Regions from separate parts of the Mus musculus genome. Here region 1 is linked to region 2. The links are chromatin contacts, called in public Hi-C maps. All regions are on one chromosome and are shown on one strand. The core of a region is the stretch at or near the end of the contact, and the rest is flanking DNA. Distances in the headings are between cores, read along the strand shown. Region 1 has its middle 50 kb from the start of Trim52. Region 2 has its middle 93 kb from the start of Trim52.

Evidence for each region. Hi-C and Micro-C count contacts between places; a contact is called where the count stands out from the background.
Region 1: a contact with region 2 is called in a Hi-C map of uterus, with 6 times the contacts expected there. The contact joins two enhancer-like sites. A contact is called at or near these places in 1 of 15 datasets of contacts at CTCF or cohesin (the NIH/3T3 cell line), 5 of 484 Hi-C or Micro-C datasets (adipose-derived mesenchymal stem cells, embryonic fibroblasts, muscle stem cells and 2 more) and 1 of 9 other capture datasets (embryonic stem cells).

The regions. Positions count from the first base shown.
Region 1 is chr14:106,154,034-106,158,245 of GRCm38.p6, forward strand. No RefSeq gene overlaps it. Among named protein-coding and RNA genes, the nearest start is that of Trim52, 50 kb to the left of the region's middle. Within about 2 kb of position 1,343, at least 34 of the 459 cell types and tissues checked have an H3K27ac peak or open chromatin away from gene starts, as enhancers often do. A contact at or near this core is called in adipose-derived mesenchymal stem cells and uterus, where this site is marked.
Region 2 is chr14:106,010,808-106,015,204 of GRCm38.p6, forward strand. No RefSeq gene overlaps it. Among named protein-coding and RNA genes, the nearest start is that of Trim52, 93 kb to the right of the region's middle. Within about 2 kb of position 1,459, at least 73 of the 459 cell types and tissues checked have an H3K27ac peak or open chromatin away from gene starts, as enhancers often do. A contact at or near this core is called in adipose-derived mesenchymal stem cells and uterus, where this site is marked.

The DNA.
Region 1 (4,212 bases), core at 93-2,592, 140 kb after region 2:
GGGCCTTATTTCTTTTTAACAGCACTTTCGTTTAAAATTGTTTTTAAGTGTCTAATTTCATATCAAAATTTAGAATAAAAGCACCCATTTCACTATTGATTTACTTTGTTCTTTCTTATATTGTGAATTCTCATTATTCTTACAAAGTTTAATGTTTGCTTTACTTGGTAGTTTTCTCACACATTCTCTCAATGACTACCTTTGGCTCTTACACCTTTCCCTTGTCAATGAAAAGTTTAAAAATTAATCTACCATCTTCCCTCATTGAAGGTGTGATGCCTGAGAATTCTTTCAGTGAATTCAGTGTCTTCTGTCTGTTCTCCCATCTGACGTAGATTAGTATTTCTGTCATCACTGCTGAGCAAGCTGTCCTCCATCTTTACTCCTTCCTGAAGTTTCTGCCTAGCTAGCTTGCTTCGTCATTAACCCATGTCACATGGTATGCTGCAAGCACACGGTCCTCGGAGTACAGGTTTCTACAAGCATGCCCCTCATGATCACCTCAGCCCGGGTTATGGGACCTCGCTTGCTATTGTCCTCTGCTGTCAGCATGACGTCTTGTTTGTTTCATTTTTTCCATCTTTCCACCGTAAAACAGATGGGGAGAAGTAAGGCTCCGGGTTTCACTCTGTTTCCTTTTTCTTCCCATTGCTCTTATTTTAGGGAGGGTTATAGGCACAGGCATAAGAAAAGTTCAGTGAGGCACAGGCATGAAAATATCTTAAGGAAAAATTATTTTTGTATGCCAACAGGATAACCAATAAAACGCGTTAAAAGAAAATAGATTAATAGAAACCATTACTTCAAGGACAGAAGCTTATGTTTTGACAATCATTTTAATCGTGTGCTCAGAGAACAACACTTCATGAGATTGTTTACTTTGTTTCTGGAACCAGTGAGGAAACTGTATATAGTGAATTACACAGCTGAAGACAAGGAAACTGGCTTATTAGGAATGAACAAAGATACTCAGTGAGAACACTGTGTCGTAAAAGACTCATGTAACAACCGAAGGGGCAGTGCCACAGCTCAGGGCGCCTAGGAAAAGGTGCTGGCCCGCTCCTTCTCTGCGCTGCCAATGCACATACCACCCAGCACCACAGTCTTAAGTGTGTCACAGGGAAGGAAAGTAGTATTCTGCATTTCAGAGCTATCATTTAAAAATACCCAGTAGGGAAATTAATATGAAAATATCTAGATGTATTTGTAACCTTGTTTTCTATTTTTGTACTAGTTGGCTTGTTGTGTTTGTAATAAAATTCTCTCGTTAAGTCTGTGCTTTCTCTGGAGCAGGAAGCACTGATATTAGAGGAAGCTTGTGCAACACAAGGAGGTCAGAGTCCACATCAGACAGAGCTGTGCGTAGTTCTCCATTCCTCTGCTTCCTGGTAAGGTCATCTTGGGCAACATATATAACAGCCTCCTTGATTGTGAATTGTCAATAATAATGGTATGAAGTTTAAAGCACTTAGCACAGTAACTGGCACACACTTGTCTTCAGTTGATGTCATTGATCACCAAACAGCCCTACTCCTGAGTGCAGCTCCTCAACAAATCCATTAATAAGCATAGTGTCAGTTATAAAGGTCATGCTGACACAGATCTTCAATCTCAGTGCTCAAGGGGCAGAGACAGGGATCTCTGAGTTTGCAGCCAGCCTGGTCTACAGAGTGAGTTCCAGGACAGCAAGAACTATACAGAGAAGCCTTGTTTCACAAAAAAGAAAAAGAAAAACAGAAAGAAAGGTTGTGTCATAGCTGTTTTTACCTTTTTATATTTATATTTGTGTTCATACAGCCAAGGCATCAATTTTATATTCGATGTAATTCTACTTTAGAATGTTGGCATTTTTAGTGCATTTTATTTAAGGAAATGATAATACTCATATTTATTGTTTTGTTACCACATGGATATTTGTAATGAAGATATGTTCATATTGATAATTGTTGCTAAATCACATATAGAAAGAGCATCTTGTTTTTTGTGAAAGAGCAGATAGCTGGAATCTGATTTTATCATGTGGAAGCCATCTGTTCCCACAGCTTCTGGAGGTGTGCTTAGGCATTAGCTTGAAGTGAATTTTTGATCTTCAGGATATTCATAACTCCTAATTGTACTTATCTCCTTTAGTCAAGAGAACAGAAACACCTTTATGCAGAAAAGACTCATTAATTTTTTATCCAGGTTCCATTGTATGTATGGTATCTGCATTTATCTGAGTGTCAAAGCAAAGATTTGCATGAATAAATGAGATGTTCAGGGATGGGTGTTATTTATCCACTTACTGATTAATTAGTTTATTTATAGACAGAATTTGGTACATGCTATGCAATACATGCTGGTCTCAAATTCATGGTAACTCCTGTTTCAGATTCTAGTGCTGGTGTTACAATTGTTTACCACCAAACACATCTTCGGGTTCTTTTTTTTTAAGGTTCAAGTTTAGGACTTTCAATTTCTAGGTTCTTAAAAAACTTGGCATAGGTTACTGAGGATACAGCTACCAATAACTAATCAAAGATTATTAATATCTCAAATGCTGATGCATATACATCTTTCATAAATTCTTGAAATGCTAGAATTTATTTAATATTCAGTTACAACTTATATTCAGTATATCAACTTCACAAAAGACAAAGTAGTTTTTGTTGTGAAATATATGGATCTCTGCCAAAAATGGCTATTCTCTTTTCTGAGTCAAGAGATGTCATCGGGAATCTTGTGGTTGGTGTCTGCATGGCTTCCCAGTGAGACTCTTGCCCAGACCTGCTTCTAGTTCCATGCACCATTGTCCCTGAGTCATATCCATTGGGAGAGCAAGGACTGACCTTTTCTAGGTTTGCCCCATTAAACTTTTCATGATTTTTTTCCACCCTTTTATTCTCTGCTTGGTTTGGTTGGATAAAACTCTGGGGGACCCATAAGAGACCTTAGGAGGTAGATTCTGAGTAATTATATGTGGATGCTTCTCTGCCAATGCATACTAAAAACACATATTTTGGTTATTAAAAGAATAATATTAATTTCTTTATGTGGAACAGACTAGTGTTTTTAGAAAACTATTTACAGTCTTAAACTTTTTGGACATGATAGTATCTGGCAAAGCTTAAATGTCTCTGGAATCAACACTTCTATCCAGAGAGATAAATAGATTTTACTAATGATAATTACTTTTATTTCAAGGGTCAGAAGACCGACTGAAACAAGTTAAGCAATAAATGGAATTTATTACAATTTCCGGAATATCTCATAGACTGGGAAAAGACTCAGTCTGCAGTAATGGGTAGAAATGGGGTAATAAATTCTACATTTCTGTTTCTTGTATTTATTATTTTCTCTGGGAATATATTTAAAGCAGTCTTTTTACTTTCATTTGTTCTTAAGCTAAATCTTGAGTTTTTCAATTCTATTGCTTTCCTTATTTTGTTACCAATACCTGTTATATTTTTACGGTTTGAAATGTCATTAGTTTTAATGACTTATATATTTAACTGCCTTCTTGCAAATTTACTGTGATAATCTCAGCTTTTTATAAAGTCAGATGTACTTTGTAATCTGTCTTCTAGTATGGGGTATAACTGGGGTACATGTTCTCAACTATCTGTAAGATAAATTTGTAACTGACATTATTTAGAGACTCTCTTACCTTACGAAAAGTTAGATTCTAGCTTGGAGTTTACTAGTCTAGACTTTATACCACCTAATGGAAAAGAAACTCTCCAAATTTTCTATAATCATTTGAATAAAGTATTAGTCACAAATAGGACTTTGATGAATAATTTTGCCATAGATTCCTCTTTACTTTAATATATTTTAAACAATTTTAAAGATATTTTTAAGATATTTTCTTCATTTACAATTCAAATGCTATCCTGAAAATCCCTTATACCTTCCCCCCGCCCTGCTCCCCAACCCACCCACTCCTGCTTCCTGGCCCTGGTGTTCTCCTGTATTGGGGCATATAATCTTTGCAAGACCAAGGGCCTCTCCTCCCAATGATGGCTGATTAGGCCATCTTCTGCTACATATGCAGCTAGAGACATGAGCTCAGGAGGTACTGGTTAGTTCATATTGCTGTTCATATTTCTCCTATAGGGTTACAGACCCCTTCAGCTCCTTGGGTACTTTCTCTAGCTCCTTGATTGGGGGCCCTGTGTTCCATCCAATAGCTGACTGTGAGCATCCACTTCTGTGTTTGCCAGGTGTTTCTGT
Region 2 (4,397 bases), core at 209-2,708:
TTTTACGACTCTGGCAGGGAGGGGCCTAGTGATTCTGGTCAGTTTCAGGAACTTCCTGAAGCTCTTCTGAGTTGTTTAACCTTCCTGCTTAAGGAGCTTCCTGCAGGGTGGACCGTTTAAATCTGGAAAGAAACTGTTACACAACACCATAAGAGTTTTTGTTAAAAACATCTATCCGATTACGCCTTGCTCTGGCTCACAGTGATTAAATAATATTTTAATTTAATAATAATTGGAGAAGACCCATATTATCCAGGATGGCTTCTCTACAGATCCACATCTGCTATGCTTTTCTCTCATTCTCAGTGCTCCAATTGTGCTTCTTGGCCAGCTTCCCAGAAACCCTGTTCTCCTTCCAGCCCTACTCCTTGCAACCATGGTCCCTTCGCTCGAATGATTTTTGCCACTGCCTTCTTGTCCTGCCACTTCTTGGTATCATCTGAACTTCAAATCTTCCCTGTCACCTCAGACAAGAATGACTCTGCCTCTGATGAACTCCATGCCCTGCGTTGTAATAGATATTATTTACCGTTTGCTACATGCTGTCATGCTTCAGTCAGTCAGTGTGGATGGGGTTAACTGTGTGCCCTGCCACTTCTTTAGTGTACAAGACACTTACACACAAATGTCCAACTGGTGAAAGCTGGACAGACAATTAAGTGATTGTGAGTGACCAGTCTTCTCATGGTAATTATCAGACTAAGAATTATTTGGCTTGTTATGGGTTTAAACTTTCTCAAGGAAATAGTTTCCCCACAACTATTGCATTCTCTAATTTCTTAGGTCACTAGGGTGGTGTTAAGAAGGCATGAAGAGTTTTCAGAGTGTGGTGGCTCACACTTTTTAATTCCAGCTCCGGGGAGGCTGAGACAGAAGGATAACCATGAACTCAAGGCCAGCCTGTGCTGCACAGCAAGACCCTGCCTCCAAACAATAATACAATTTTAAAAAGGAAGGATTTTGTTTGCATCTAGGTACAAAGCTCATATTTGCCACAAAGCTGGGCTAGCTGAACAAGAGACTGAATACCATTTGTTTCTTAACACTAAAGTTCAGCAAGAATAGTTCTATGCTAATTCCAGTGACCAAGAATGTATGTAATTTCCTCTGAAGAAAACTGTCCAATTGAGAGCAGGAAGAAATATTTTATCCCTTTCCCCTAAACTTAATCGTTTTACCAGGATCCATTTCTTCTTACATCAGATTTTTTTTTCCTTTACAGAAAGAAAACAACTGTGTCTGCTATGTATAAACCCCTCACATTTAAAAATTTGCCTTTCAGACACGTGATGTCCTTGGATGTGTGTATTGAACCACCAGAAATAACTCGGTGACATATTCTTGCTTACTTCATACATATTTCCAATGTGTGACTCACTGGTTTAAAGAGCACAAATGTGAACGGAGAGCAAAACACAGAGGTCTTGGCGTCCTTGTGCCTGAGCGGAAGATGAATCACCACTGCTGGCAAAGTGTCCTGGGTCAGTGTTGCCTGTCTCATAGTTTGAATGACCCCCACTGTTCCCATTCTCACCCCACTCACAAGCACACACTCATCCTCATAAGAACACCCCCGCCCCAACTCCACACACATCTTACTTTAAAAGCACTATGGAATGACTTTTGGCTAGGAAGTATGTGTATAAGAAAGAAATGAGTTGCTTTGGAGGCTACAACTGCATATAGGAGGGCATTAGAGGGACACACAATGTCACTGGCATTTCATTCTCAGTTTTAGTTCTCAAGGTTTCTTCTTTCACCATCTGTTTTTCTCACAGTGACAAATGTCACTTCCCATGGAATTTAGTAGGATGATGAATTTTGATGTAATGTCTTGATTGTCCTAAAAGTTATCTATTTTCTTCTTCATCCCATTTATTAATTGATTGATTGTTTATTGGTTGATTGATTGAGACAAAGTTTCATGCAGCTCAGGCTAGTCTCAGTCCCACCATGTAGCCAAGAGTGACTTTCTGGTCTTCCTGCCTCTATCTCCCAAGTGCTGAGACTATAGGTGTGAATCAACCTATTTTATGTGGTGGCTAGAACTCAGTGCTTTGTACATTCTAGGGAAGAGCTAGACTGGCTCAGCTACATCTGCAGACTCTCTTTGCTCCCTTCCCTTCCCTTCCCTTCCCTTCCCTTCCCTTCCCTTCCCTTCCCTTCCCTTCCCTTCCCTTCCCTTCCCTTCCCTTCCCTTCCCTTCCCTTCCCTCCCCTCCCCTCCCCTCCCCTCCCCTTCCCTCCCTCTCTTTCTTCTCTTAAAGACAGAGCCACCTTTAAAATTACATTAACTAATGTACAAAATTCTAATGTACGAAATTAGAAACTTCAGTTTGTTTGCTTCCTAATTCTGGAGGTAAAGGCTGAACTTTACCCCATGAAGATCATACCATATTCTTTTCTCTCAACTAAAACCAACTATACTCCATGGTAGAGCCAGAGATTAGGGTTACTGTATATATGAGTGTTTTTGTTGTATATATGAGTGTTTTGCTTGCATGTGTGTTCGTGCACCACTTGCATTTTTGGTGAACACAGAGGTCAGAAGAGGGCATTGGACCCCGGAGCTGCACTTACAGATGGTTGTGAATCACTGTGTGGGTCCTAGGGATAGAATCTGTGTCCTCTTCAATAAGAACAAGTGTTCTTAACCATTCACACATCTCTCAGTCCCTACTATGTTATTTTTTTCTGGAGAGAGGGAACGAATGAGAGAGAGAGAGAGCGCAAATCACTGTAGTAAGGAAGGAAAGAGAGTTCCAGAAGGGAGCATCGTGATCCATCCCAAATGACTACTGATGGTAGAGTCTACCTGGAAGGTTCAGGACTACCATGTCTGCATTGATTTGATGAAGATTTGCTTTCTCCCAGACAGAATGGAGGTAGAAGTGGACTTCGCTTTAGAGAATTGTCCAGGTCTGTGGAGCTGCTCTAAGAGAGATGCCATTGGGAAGACGATTTACAGCCCCGGGGAAGGGAAGATAGGCATAAATAGATCCATGGTTTCAGACACATTTTAGAGTCAACTACCCAGTTTTGTCTAAGTTAAAATAAACAAGTGAAACTTCTCACTACAACAAACCTCCTTTTCCTAGCAAAGGCTTCTGTGTTTAAATGTAGTTAACTATGGAGTTACTTTCTTGAATTAAACACTCAACCACTCCCTGTTGCTTCTCTCCTATGTGTGTCTGCCCTTTGCCCTCTGCCTTCTGGGGTGCCCAAAACCTCTACACAAAACCTGACCGAGGAAGGCAAAGCGTGGAGTCTGGGAAAAATAGATTCCATGGTTTTTTTTTTTTTTTTTTTTTTTGAGACAGGGTTTCTCTGTGTAGCCCTGGCTGACCTGGAACTCACTTTGTAGCCCAGGCTGGCCTCGAACTCAGAAATCCACCTACTTCTGCCTCCCGAGTGCTGGGATTAAAGACGTGAGCCACCACGTCCAGCTTCCATGGGGTTTTGATCTGGATGGCTTAATGGCCATGGTGGCATGCCTCTGGAGTTCCGGTCTCTTGTCAGGTACCGGCATCTGCAGAGGCAATGGAGGCAGCAACAGCAGGAGCCTGGCCAGCCAGGTGGGCGGAAGATCCAGCGATGAATGCTTCAGGAGAGCTCTTCCCCAAGTATTAAAGCTCAGTAAAGACTGCCACTCTCGGATGATCCTCCTGTCAAATAATTTGCGTGGTTTATGCTATGCAGACATGGACTATATAAACATTGAGGGGTGGGGTGGGGTGGGATTTAGGGGGTAGGTGCTTCCTATTGGCTGAGTTTGAGATGTTAATGATGCTCTATTTGCATGGGAAAGGACTCTAGGTGCTACTTAATGTGACTGACAGCCTGTGGACCTCTCAGTGGGGTGCTTTGGTCATAGTGTTCCAGAGCAGGACAGGTAGGGATCAGGCTCTATTCATGCCGGTTTCAGCTCTCAGATTCCCAGGGTCTGAGCTCACTCAGCCTTGCCAGTTTTTAGGTCTATCTGGTGCCACAGCCGGTTTGTCCTACAGTGTGGTATACGCAGGGGCTCTGATTTGGATAATTTATTTCACACCAGGTCAACAAAAGTAGTAATTTTGGAATTCCTCATTCATTTGGAATTTATAATTTTCACCACGAAGGTTCAGAGGAACTTACAAGCGTATTCTGCCAGCTGCCTTCAATATAAGTTGTTCAATGCGATAAGACATTGACAATGACTTAAACCATTTTTGTTTTGTTTTGGGTTTTTTTGTTTTTTGTTTTTTCGAGATAGGGTTTTTCTGTGTAGTCCTGGCTGTCCTGGAACTCACTCTGTAGACCAGGCTGGCCTCGAACTTAGAAATCCGCCTGCCTCTGCCTCCCAAGTGCTGGGATTAAAGGCGTGTGCCACCACGCCAGGCGACTTAAACCTTTTGATTC